2 separate regions of the Columba livia genome follow, and region 2 is linked to region 1. Evidence: chromatin contacts called from public Hi-C data. All regions are on one chromosome and are shown on one strand. Each heading gives the region's core, a stretch centred on a gene start, on an enhancer-like site or on the middle of the called end of the contact. The rest is flanking DNA. Distances are from core to core; before and after follow the strand shown. Region 1 overlaps RARB (retinoic acid receptor beta). Region 2 overlaps RARB (retinoic acid receptor beta).

Region 1 (6,357 bases), core at 1,505-4,004:
TGGGAGCTTGAGAGGAAGATGGCAGTAAGAGTTTAAAGATTTGGTCATCATAGGGTAAGGGTGTCAAACTCATTTTCACCAGGGGCCACATCAGCCTCGCATTTGCCTTCAAAGGGCCGAATGTAATTTTGGGACTGTAGAAATTTAGGAGTCGGTCAATTACTCACTGTAGAAATCTAGGAGTAGTTAGATTTCTACAGTCCCAAAGTTACATTCAGCCCTTTGAAGGCAACCGTGAGGCTGATGTGGCCCCCGGCAAAAATGAGTTTGACACCCCTGTTTTAGGGGGATGTTTGTGAGAAAAGGAGTCAAATGCTTTAATCACCCAGGAGACAGTGAATGAATACTTTTCTCTCTTTTTTCTTTTTTTCTTTTTTTTTTTTTTTTAATGAGGATTAATTTTTTTATTAGATGGTAGTGCCTGTTTTCCTTTATTCGCTTTTCCTTTTCAGGTTTTTTCCCACCGAGCTTCCCTCCCTCTCTCCCTCCTCTCTGCTGCTTCTCGCTGGAGCCTGAATGGCTCTAACAGTAAATGGCCATTTGATGAGTCTTTCCTCACCATCCCCCCATCTCTGATTTGCCAGGGGGTGCTCTCGAGATGGGTGCTACCCCTCTCCTCTGAGCAGAGTTTCAGATAGACTCAGGAGTTCTCAATGCCCACGGACAAAGGATGTATTTACCAAGAACATGGGGAGGTTGTGCCAGCTTATTTTAGACTTATCTTAAAAGTGATTTAGTCAAGGTAGTCCAAAAACCCTGCCTGGAGATTCTCCCTACATCTTATTTAAATATAATTTAAACTGGTAGGTCATCAATATAAAACTGCATTTATTTATAACATTTATGTGTTTATGTATTGACATATTTATGTTAATAAATTATATTAATGTCTAGGTATTTCTTTATCAGTTTCTGTAGATCAGTGGAATGCACACAGCGGATATAGGGCTGCATTTTTAAATCTGTAACAAGGGTGTCAGAAGTTTTTGATAACCCCTTTTTTTTACACTTACTGTGTCTGCATAAGAAAATGGTATCAAACCTGAAGCAGTTTGTTTTCTGATTGTTTGAATCCTTATGGTCTTTGCTTTGGCATCAATTTTGATGTGTTCTGTAAACACTTCTCAGTAATGTAAGGATGTGTAAGTGTATAGCTGGCTTACTGCATCAAGGTTTTAGAAACTGTTCTCAGATTGCTCTTAGTCATTTATGAATTTTAAAGACTATAGTGTTGGTATATGCGTTAGTGTTATGTAAAACATATGCATATTAAATGCAATGTGACTATATTTTGCCTTTTCTGAAGTAATTTAGAATAAATAAAAGCACTTGCAACTGAACAGTTGAATGTTCTGGTGGAGGAGAACCAGAAAGCATGTTATTGTGAAAAATGCATGATAGTGATTGAACCTTGTGCATCCCTTACCTCAGTGGGTTACTTGTTTAGTTTAAAAGGTCAAATAAATTAAAAAGACAAATTAATGTTAACATGTTGATGAACTACTTACTGACTTTAATTGTAACTGTAAAAACAGATACCCCAAGGCAGATTTAAGCAGCAGCAACTAACATTGTTATGATAGCCTCAGGAAGCAAGTGTAACAGACAGGATGTTTTGTAATAAAACTGTAAAACAATTAAAATAGCAGCACAAAGCATGCTGCTTTTTAGCCTGTCCAGAGGAAAGGGCTGTGAAGGGAGTGTCAGCCAGTCACAGCATCACAGTTGTTATAAATTGCCATCTACTTTTGGAAGGGGCAAAAGATGGATAACAAAGTCGACAAGTAAATACATGCTACATAAATATGCATAAATCCATTACCATCTGCCACATTGTCCAATTTGACTGGGTTGTCTTTCTGTGTCTACCACATAAATCAGTTTAAAGCAGTTTCCCTCAAGCAATATTTTCTGTAATGAATGGGTGAAAGATCTACATTCTTGGGTTGTGACTGTAGTTCTGGTATATAATATAGAAAATACCATATCTACCATTTTATCAAAAAAATAAAGCTGTAGTCAAAAGATTTATTCAACTGTGCAGCTACTAAACTTTGCATTAGTCTTTGGAAGCCAAGCCAGGAAGTTAAATTATCAGGCTTTTTGCTTGGCTAGGAATTTTTAGTGGTTTGTTTTATACAATCTCTACTGCAGACAGTAAGTAAAGATTAGAAATACCAGTCTGTAAATGTACTGCGTTTGTATCCCAGCATTATTATAATCTTAAATAATAATTTTTCATAAAGTTTCATTCCTTGCTTGGTAAGAAAACATAGCTCATAGTGCTGCTGTTTATTCTTTGTGTCATCGCTGTTATATGTCTCAGTTTAGGTCCAAGTAATTTTATTTTTCTGTCCTGTGTATGTATAGCACACTTGCATTTAATCTTCTGTCCAGATGTGGCCTCTGTCTCTTTAGATTCAGTTTGTACAGTTTTCCTACATCCTGTTCTGGATTTCTCCTAATAGCTATGACTGTAGAATCACTGTGCTCTGCTCTGTGTTCATCTGGCCTTCGTTTCTTTTACACAGAGGCAGCTTTACACTGTTCTGGCAATGAAAAGGGGCCCCAGTGAGAATGGGACTCAAGACCCAGCTGGCTTGTCTTATTTTTTATGACTTACCGAGTAGGTTGCACCAGGATAGATAAAAGCTGTTTGTTTATTTTATTTTTTTTAATGCAAGAAGAAAGTATTAAAATTTCTTTGTTTGCTTGTTTATTTGTGGATTAAGTCTCTAAAATAAAAATTGTGAGTCTTTTTTATGTGCACTTATGGTTGGTTTTTGGTTGGTTTTGGTTGGCTTCTTTTCTACTCCCTTCCCAGTTTAGAGATTTGTAATTACTACTGGAAGAATTTATAGTCCTTTGATTAAGAGTATGTGTTAAGACTTTACATCAAGATATTCTTTCTGGTGAGAGGTTTTACTCTTAAAATGCTCATTTGTGTTGGAAATAGGCAAATTTGGGTTTTCATTGGCATTCTTACACAGAAACTGGCCTGTGTTTGTATATGAAACAATCTGATAACCTATCTTCTCTCTGCAAATATTTGCCTCTGGTAAGCGAAAGGTCAGAAATCTAAAATGTCTGTCAGGATACTTCTGTGGAGATTTGTAAATCACTTAAGTATTTTTAAATCTATATAGTTAGGTGTCCTTTAGTAGGTATAGAAATCTAACTTTGGATTTCTGTTTTTTAAGAATCACAGGTTTGCGTTGTATGAAAGTTCCAATAATTTTACTAGTGTGTTGCATGTCAAAGTAATTTATAAGTAGTACTGAAATAATTTTTTTTTATATGGTAAACATTTTGTAGTGTTAGGAAAATAGCTTCTATCCAAAACACATCTTCACCCCTTAATGTAGCAGAAAATTTACATTAAAACTACAAATGAATCCGCTTGGGAAAAAGTGTGCAAGAGTGGGATTCGGTTTCACTTCAAATTAGCTGTCTAAAAATTAAGCATCATATATATGCTAGTTGTCCAGCCTTTCAGCTCAGTCATGGAAGCAAAGGAGCCCTATAGAGAAGAAGTCAACTCATCTAAAGAAAAGTGTCCAATAAAGGTGAGGTACATTTCCCTTGGGAGGGCAGGCTGGATGTGTTGGCTGGGGAGGGAACCTACACTTTCTGGCTAACTTGTAGTTTTCTAGGGCTGAATTGAGTGAATCCCATCCTAAATTATATGAGCTTCAATATTTCACAGAATCACAGTATCACAGTATGTTTGGGATTGGAAGGGACCTCGAAAGATCATCTAGTCCAATCCCCCTGCTGGAGCAGGAACACCTAGATGAGGTTACACAGGAAGGTGTCCAGGCAGGTTTTGAATGTCTCCAGAGTAGGAGACTCCACAACCCCCCATGGCAGCCTGTTCCAGTGCTCTGTCACCCTCACTGAGAAGAAGTTTCTTCTCAAATTTAAGTGGAACCTTTTGTGTTCCAGTTTGTACCCATTACCCCGTGTCCTATCATTGGTTGAATACATATTTTTTGGGTGTAGCAGTGCATAATGTGATACTTTTTGTACCTCATTAATTATAAATAAAATCTAGATTTTTAATTAAAGTATTATCCTACAGTATGCTAATTTTCAGGCGGGTTTTGTACAGCTGCAATATGATTGAAAGTAAAGGGTCCTTTAAAAAAAAGACAAAACCCCCACCTATTTGCACATCTTAAGTTTTCGTATCTTCCTCATTGACCGATACATCAAATAATAGACGAAAGTATAAAGGTTTGTTTGAGAAAGTCCCTTTTCCAATCTAAACCTACTCTTCCATCAGTTCTGCCTGTTGGCTGCTTTCCTTTGAGCGCATTTCGTGTGTGTTCGGAGGACAGAAGATAGTCTGGCAAATACATATCAAGGCAGGAAACCTTCTATTTCCAGATCTGCCCAGGCTTCCTGTACGACTGAGGAACTGATCCTGCTAACCGGAGCTGGAAAAAAGGGAGGAGGGAAAACAAAACAAAAACCAACAACTCGTTTTCATTTCTTAAGTTTTTAATGCAGTATTTTTGCCACCAGTTGTCTTGTTTGTGAGATCTAATGCTTACCTGACTAGCAGGATTTTAAGAAGGAGGATTTTCTGACCAGCCTCAGGTTCTCTCCTGCAGGATGCTGTATGCGTGTACAAAATAGCTTTTAACTGTTACTGCACTATTAATCCTCAAGCAAGACTCAAGGAAATTTGTGCAGGGTACCAGCCTCTGAAATGATCTTGCTACCTGGCCTTGATAACGAAGTAAAGAGATGAAACCCTCTTTAGAAATTAGGTAATTCGTTATTATTTTCGAGCAGCGGTGGCAGGAAATGGGAAGAAAACAGTTGCTGTGAAAACAATTTGAATGTTACTCAAGACAAATAAAAGACTGAGGCGGTGGCTGACCTCTCCTGACAAACAGCTGGAGCCAAAAATGGCCATGGAGTTGTCGCTTAAGGACTTAATGGAGGAGATCTTTCAAATCAAAGAAACAGTAAACAAGGTAGATGGAGCTTTTACAGAGGTTAAAATTGAGATAGCTCAAATGAAAGCCAGGCAAAATGAAATTAAAGAAAAGGTGAATCAACAGCTCCGCGTGTGTGAAGATGAATTGCTTACGTTAAAAGAGACTTCTAATCAAATCAGGTTTCTGGAATGATCTTTGAAGAATCAGGAGCATAAAAGGAGGAAAATCGAATTTGAGACTGGGTACCTAGAAAAGGCTTGAAGGGCATCACCCAGGGGGAGGTTTTGAAAATATTGCTCTGGAGCTGATAAAAGTGAACACTGAGTGAGGCCTCTGAAGTGGAAAGGTTACACCTGAGCATCCTCCCGGGTCCCCGGTAGACGTCAGCCCCTCGTATCGGAAATGTTGGGCTCGGCTTGCGTATAGCAGATGATAGCGATAAAGCTTCCTGCTGTTAGTTTTTTCAGATCACTCTCACTAGTCCTTAGCTGGGCGCAGGCTATCTGCCACTGACGGTTTTACAGCCTCCCTGGATGTGGGGCCTGATTTATGGCACCCTGGTGTAAATGGGGGTAGGTTATTGCATGACAATACGGCAATAACGGGATGAACCAGTCAGACTGTCCGTGGGCTCAGGGAGGCACCTTGTCCCACCACGAACAAATGCAAAGACCTTGTATTTTGCAAAACTGTGCTCACTTCTAAAATGCTGTGACCTATTTAGGAATTATTGTGGTAGGCTAGATTAGCTATATGTTGTTTTGAGAAATACTGGAAGAGATTATCCAGGAGGATATTCTTCTAGTAGTTCCCCATTTTGGTACTGATTCTCCCTGTGTGGTGAAATATGGAGCAGACAAGGAAGAATGAGTGTCTGTGGTGCCTGATTATTCACTGATGGGACCCTGCATCAGTAAAAAGATTAGGGATACTCTTGATGGTTAAGCTGGGATTGCGGTCAGGCAGCTAAACGTAACATGAGTTTCCTCTAGAGTTGAGCCTCAGTTGCTTAGTTTGTGACTAAGTAGGACAAATAGAAAAAAATAAGAAAGAAAACAATAACTCCTTGCAACTCTGCAGAAGAGAAACCTGTTTGAAATACCTAGGAAAGAAGATGGTGGGGTGAAAACTTAAAATCAAGGTGAAAATAAGTCTGCATCAGTGGTGTTGCTTGTCTTAAACTAACCACCAGTTGCCACCCTATTAAGGATACCTTAATGAGAACGGTAGAGTAGTTCAGCTTAATGCTAGTAATTTGTTTGTCCTAGGTGATTTCTGAATGTATGCAGAAATGATCATTATTCCTTTTATGACTCATTTCCTTTTTAATATTTTCTCAATTTTTTTTCTGGCATTTACAGCAGTGATTTTTTTCTTACTATTCTGCCAGTTTCAGCTAAAGTGAGTG
Region 2 (6,357 bases), core at 2,020-4,519, 280 kb after region 1:
CGACTGGACCTCGGGCTTTGGGACAAATTCAGTGAACTTGCAACAAAGTGCATTATTAAAATAGTGGAATTTGCAAAGCGATTGCCGGGCTTTACGAGTTTGACCATTGCAGACCAGATCACTCTACTCAAAGCAGCCTGCCTGGATATACTGGTATGTATTTTTAACATCATTGTTATGCTACTAATTTATTTTCTGTTGCTTTTTCTACTGTAATTGACAGTGAGAAGGGGTCAAGTACTGGCCCAGCCTTATGGTTGCAAACGTGAGCTTACTGGGTAGTCTGGTACAGTCGCAAGTGGACTCGAGTGCGTCTACAGGTGTGTGTTAAATGGGATGAGCATACTTTTCAAAATAAGTCCTTATCGATTGTGGATTTCAGTATAGTTGCAAGAAGGGCACATTTTGATATTGAGGCACCAACCAGCTTTGGAAAAATTTCCTTATTGTTAATGCTGAAGAGGGATCTGATTCTCTCTCTTCCCTCCAAATCATAACGCTCTGTATAGAGGATACGTAGAAAGACATTCCGCTGTGTAACATTTTAGGAATGTGCTGTACCTGTGGTCATGAGGTAATCAGAGGAACAAGACCCGGATCTTCAGGGTGGGGATTTTGCAGGTTGTAGAGGGGAACCTGGAGTACGTGGAGCCCGGGTCCTCCTGCTCTCACCAGCGCTGCAGGCACCTGTGGAAATTGATGCTGTAACAGACTCTGTAGAGATTTTAGCTAAATGTCATTTAATTTTAAACAGACAAGCATACAACCCGTAGATGAGCTTGGAGTTTTGCTCCAGACCTTGCCACTATGTCAAGGCAAGCTGCCTTCCCTCCCTTTGTCTCCGGTTGTTCCTGTCACGCTGACCTTCAGAGGAACCCTGTGGGATCTCAGCATTTCTTTATCAAGACCTTAGAGGTCTTCAGGCTTTTAGTTGCAAACATGTTTCTTATTCTTGGTCATAACAATAACTTTCAGTAAAACGGTATTTTCAGCATGTTTTAAACATATTTTAAATGTTTTCCTCTGAGCACAAAGCTTCAGGTATTCATTGGGCCAAGCATGGCCAAGCAGTGCGTAGGATGGCTACTGTAGATATATTCTTTCGTGTGACACAGGAGTTTAAACTGGGGAAACTGAAGTTGAAGTAATTAATCTTGGAATTTCTGAAAGCGCATTGCTTCAAACAGGATCATATTGAGGAGGATGTTAACTGCTGTGACCTTTTCCTCTTGTTCTGTCGAAACTGTTTTGAAGAATTGCTTCTAGAGGACATGGGTGAAGGAGGAAGAGGGGCGGGAGTGGGGAAGGATTATCGTTCTCCAGCCTAGAAAAAAAGGGAAGGCTGGGGGTGCCTTGTCGTGCTCAACATTTGCCTCTCGTTGTCCCCTTCTTCCAGGCGCTTATTCAGACTTGACCACCTCATTGTTACTGTGTGTGGTCCCTCCATGGGGCAGTTGCCAGATGAGAAAAAGAATATTAATAGTGAAGCAGATGGTAAATTGTGATTTTATTTCAACTAATTAACGGATAGAAAGGGTTAATTCTTTAATGCAATTCACCACTTTTACTTTGTGGCCATGTGGCAACCTTCAAGCTCTAGTTATAAACTTTATTGAGACCTGTCATTCCTGGTCATCTGCTCATTCTCTGTGTTTTTCCTGAAGCCAGAGAAGGTGACTCATCTGAGTGAGGAGGGCGCAGTGAGTGCCATGGATGCCCGCAGCACAGAGGAGCTGAAGCTTTTCTAAAGCCAGCAGCAGATAAAAAATGGTTCCTGCAAAGACTGTGAAGATTCTGGAGCACAAGTCTTTGAGTAGCAGCTGAGGGAACTGGGGCTGTTTAGCCTGGAGAAAACGAGGCTGAGGGGAGACCTTATCACTGTCTACAGCTACCTGAAAGGAGGTTGTAGCATGGAGGGTGGTGGTCTCTTCTCCCAAGTACCAAATGATAGGACAAGAGGAAATGGCCTCAAGTTGTGCCAGGGGAGGTTTAGATTGGATATGAGGAAAAATTTCTTCACAGAAGGGCTGTCAGGCATTGGGACAGGACACCCAGGGAAGTGGTGGAGTCACCATCCCCGGAGGTTTAAAAGACACGTAGATGAGGTTCTTAGAGACATGGTTTAGTGGTGGACTTGGCAGTGTTAGGTTAACTGTTGGACTCAGTGATCTTGAAGGTCTTTTACAACGAAAATGATTCTGTGGTTCTGTGAGAGTCCTAACTTTCCTGCGCGACATTTACACAAGCTTTATACGACTATTTTATGTGCTGCTTAAAAAGAAAAAGGGATAATTACCATGAGCACTGTAACGCGTAGCGCGTGCACTGTCTGTAAAATGCCCATATCCATTAAACCCACATCACCTGCACATAATCGGAATTGCAGTGCAGCTCTGTATCTTTATTTAAGCTATGTTTCAGTACTTGGAGCAGTGTTTTAATAGCGCATGTTACTCCCCCTTCCCAGCAAGCTGCTTCTCCTAATTACGAGGAGCATTTTGAGCGTTTGATTTTGTGCATTGAGACGTGGAGTGAGCACCATTCCCTCCCCACCTGCCCGAGCCCCCAGTGCCTGCCCGTCATGTGCTGTGAGGCCGTGAGCCTCGCCGATGTCCAGCCAGGATCCCGCCACTGTGCCGTCCCCTGGACCTGTGGCCAGAGCCATAGAATGTGGGAGGATCAGCGTGGGGCTCCCAGAGCAGCCAGGTGGGGTGGCTGGGGTCCCCCTGGTGCATTGCCCACCCGGCAGCGCTGTCTCTGGGCCTTGGGGAGCCGTAAGCATTTGTAGACCCTTCCCAAGGGCTTTGCTCAGTTGGTTCCTGAAACCATGGATGCTTAAACCCTCCGTAAACAGGCTGACAGAGGAAATGGTGCCAGGAGCTCAGTAAACTCCGCTGGGTATGAGCCAGAGAATTGTTTTATATACAAACAAGCAAAATCTCTGGAAGGGAAATAACATCAAGCCTTGCAAGGCGCCAATTGAGGATGGTGGAATTTATATCTGCTCTGGTGCCAAAAGTTTCAGGGATAAATATTACTAAAATTCAGTCAGTAACCCTCATAAAAGCAAGTGCTGCTGGTGTGCTGGCCCGGCAGTGCTTGAGCATCCCCAGCCTCACGGAGCTCTAGCAAAATGAATGTGGAAAGAGTCCAGAGTCCAGCCTGTCTTAAATCCAATGGATAAAAACCTGAGAAGTCCTTGAATGCTAACCCTTAATAATGCCATTTTTTGCTTGCTCTTGTAAATCCCTGTGTCTTAATGCTAGGAAGGCATTTGCGTGAGTGGAACAACCTGTGTTGATGGGATATGGCAGCGCTGTGGAGGTTCGTTCATTATTTCAGAGTCACCTGCTTGGGTTTCTCCTCTGGGGAAGCCGTCCCAGCCAGCTAAGGCAGCTCACCCCGAACAACAGGATTTCTTATAAAAAAACCAGCTTGCCTTAACTAATCTGTTTAAAATGAGTAACAATTCTATGGTAGCAACAGTTTTATAAATGCAGCTTACTGGATGGTTCTGGTTTTGTGCAACCTGCGGGGTTTTTGCCTTGCGATTTGTAACTGGCTTATATGAACCCCAGGTGCTTTAAGATATAAATATTCCTTAAAACAAAGGGTCCTTTAGTTGTGGGCAGGAACCTTATTTATGGCTGCAAGTGGCATTTAAGAGCAGAGTGACAACTGAAATACTTGGCTTGGTTACAGAATCTAAACACCACTGAGGACATTAGGAGGATGTCTTCTAGACAGCAGTTCAGTTTAAAATGGAGAAAGATACTGTGATTTCTTATTTTGAAGTGGTGACATTTCCCATATGTTCTTCAGTGAATATGAGCTTGGAATCAGCTTCACTTTGACACTGGAAGTTTGCCCAAGAAAGGTTTAGCAGCGAAATCAGCAATATCCATGGTGTTCCGCAGATCTTGCTGAAGGACACAAATTAAATAGTAATAAAAAAAAATTCAAATGCTCTGTCTCAGAGTTTAATAGCAGCGTGTTGTGCGAGAATGTCGGAGGAATGCAGGAGCAACCTGAGCCCTGACGGCTGCAGTCAGGCTGAGCGCTTTGCAGAAAACACGCGGTTGAGCTTCATCTGTGCCCGTGCCCAGTAGAGCCCCCGCGGGCTCCTCCAGCTCAGGGCTGGTGCAGCACTGAGGCACGAAGCCTCAAGTTGTCTCCATTGTGCAAAAAGCTGTCCCAGTTGCTGCCTAAGCCTGGAAGTAGCTAAACTCCATGGGACCTTTATGTTTCAATTATAAATCTTGCAAGGCTGCTGGAAGTGTCCTTCCGTGCACGCCCACAGGGGCTCTGGGTTGAGTAACTTAACCCCAAATTCATTCGGCCTCCACGTGGTTTGGGATAACCGCCCCAGGGCACCCCAGACCCTCTGGGCTGGGCGTCTCTGTGCAACCTGGCGCAGCCTGCGGGAAACACCACGGCATGGCCCAATTTAGCTCCGAGTCCTGCTCTGCTAATTTGTTGGGTTGGGAGTCCTGGGGGTGTGGAGGGAAGAACTCTCATTACTAAGGCTCAGCAATTAAAATAGCACCAGATTAAAAAGGGATGCAGTTCTCCCAAGCTGAGCTAAGGGAAAATCACTTAAGCACCGCTTAAGAAGTACAGAGCCTTGTTCCTCCAAAAGCTGGATACCTTGTCATCGTAGCTGCTGTCTGTGCAGGCTTGAGACGGGAAGAGTTGCACTCCAGACTGTCTTCCATGCCATTAGAGAAGGAAACCAAGTGACTCTTGGGTTTCTCAATAAATATGTAAAGTTTTCAAACCTTGGTTTTCTTGAAACCAACAAACTCTGCATGTTTTTCTCCTTTCTATACAGTCCTTTAAATGATTTTAAAGGATAACCAACAGCAAACTTTAGGGGATAGAAATGCCTGTGGTTACTGGCAGTGCAGAGTATGGTAAACATGCTGTCTCTTGCTGACAGGGTGCCATGCTTTATAATGTTGATTTCTGCTAATAATGATAAAATACAGTTTGGCTGTTACACAAAACCTTTGGAGTTACTAGCAGCCTTTTAAGATCACTTACATTAGTGGGGAATTGGTGGTCAGTGAAGAATTTGAGTGCTGTGCTTTTGTATTTGTGTCTTTCTTGGTTATTGATTCAATTACTTTCAAGAGCTTACTCTAATGTAGGGGTAGGGGAACGATGTGAAACACGCCTGTCCAACCACATAGAGTCTCAGCGCTTCAACATATACCCACAATGCGAGATAAGATTATTGCTGAGATAGAAAACAGTTGAAGAGCCTTCTGCAGAAATACACCCTATTTAGTCTCTTACCAAGGAATTTAAGAAGAGAAATTAAAAATTCCTTGTAGGTCTCTTACATGCCATGTCCTCCTCGTTCTCCTCTCTGTGTATTTGGAGCAGTGTTGCCAGGGAAAGATGAAAGTGGGAGCCCAGGCTGGTCAGCTGCCAAGTGTCGGGGCCTCTGACTCAGAGCTTCGGCAGCTATAGGAATAATTAAAATTCTCCCTGTGCTCGCTCACATTCATGTAAATCTTTTTTTTTTGTTGAATCTTTAATACAAAGTAGGATGTCTGTATGGGACATATATACAGTCAAGCCATGAAAAAATATGGCTCAGCTAATCAGCTAGACCTCTGCAAGGTTTGGTTTTATTTTAGTTTAGGGATAGGCCTTCTCCCACCTCTGATTATTTTAAACATTAAACAGAAGTATTTCACGATGATGGACATCTCTTTTATTTGATCCTTAAGGCAGCGTTCATTCGTAGCAGCTGTACAAATGAGCCTGTGCTGTGCGGAGTCTGTGGTGGGACACATGCTGGGTTTGCTCTGAGAGGTGGCAGCGCTCACACACGCGCCCCCCAGCCGTGCTCACTAACCAGGTGCAGAGCATCCTCAGCCTTCTACTCAGCATTTTGCATTCCTCTGTGTCTAGAGGCGCGAATCCCCATCCTTCCCTCAAATGCTCTTTCACTTGGTATCTTTCACCAAGGGCACAAGCTGGAGAAGCACTGTTGTGCAAAATTGATCCCCAGAATCAATGAAATACTTGTGTGTGTGTGCTCGAAGAGGTGAGAAATTTCTGTGATCTTCCTAGATCAGACCAGCAGTGCAATAGCGTCTTGTAGTTAGGTGCGTGTAGGAGCAGTTTATGTGAAAGTTATGGTGGTGTTGGTGACCTGAGTGGTGAGATTTGCATCGAAGTTTTGATTATTTCATAACTCGACGGAAAATTTCTGTTATTTAATTTGTGTTATAAAAAAATACCCACAGTCAATCAAGTATATTTATGTTGTACCAGAGAAATTTTGTGCTGCTTGAACCAAACATAGTTTGATTTCGGATTGCTTTGACGTGACTGCGTTCTGCA

The links. A called contact is a pair of places that touch in the nucleus more often than the background predicts.
Region 2: a contact with region 1 is called in a Hi-C map of liver, with 1.9 times the contacts expected there. The contact joins two enhancer-like sites.

The regions. Positions count from the first base shown.
Region 1 is chr2:41,523,802-41,530,158 of bColLiv1.pat.W.v2, forward strand. The region is part of intron 2 of RARB (retinoic acid receptor beta); the gene reads left to right. Among named protein-coding and RNA genes, the nearest start is that of RARB, 45 kb to the left of the region's middle. Within about 2 kb of position 2,755, at least 2 of the 3 cell types and tissues checked have an H3K27ac peak away from gene starts, as active enhancers do.
Region 2 is chr2:41,799,697-41,806,053 of bColLiv1.pat.W.v2, forward strand. It overlaps RARB (retinoic acid receptor beta), which reads left to right. Exons shown (of 11, transcript XM_065051588.1): 8 at 1-153. Among named protein-coding and RNA genes, the nearest start is that of TOP2B, 74 kb to the right of the region's middle. Within about 2 kb of position 3,270, at least 2 of the 3 cell types and tissues checked have an H3K27ac peak away from gene starts, as active enhancers do.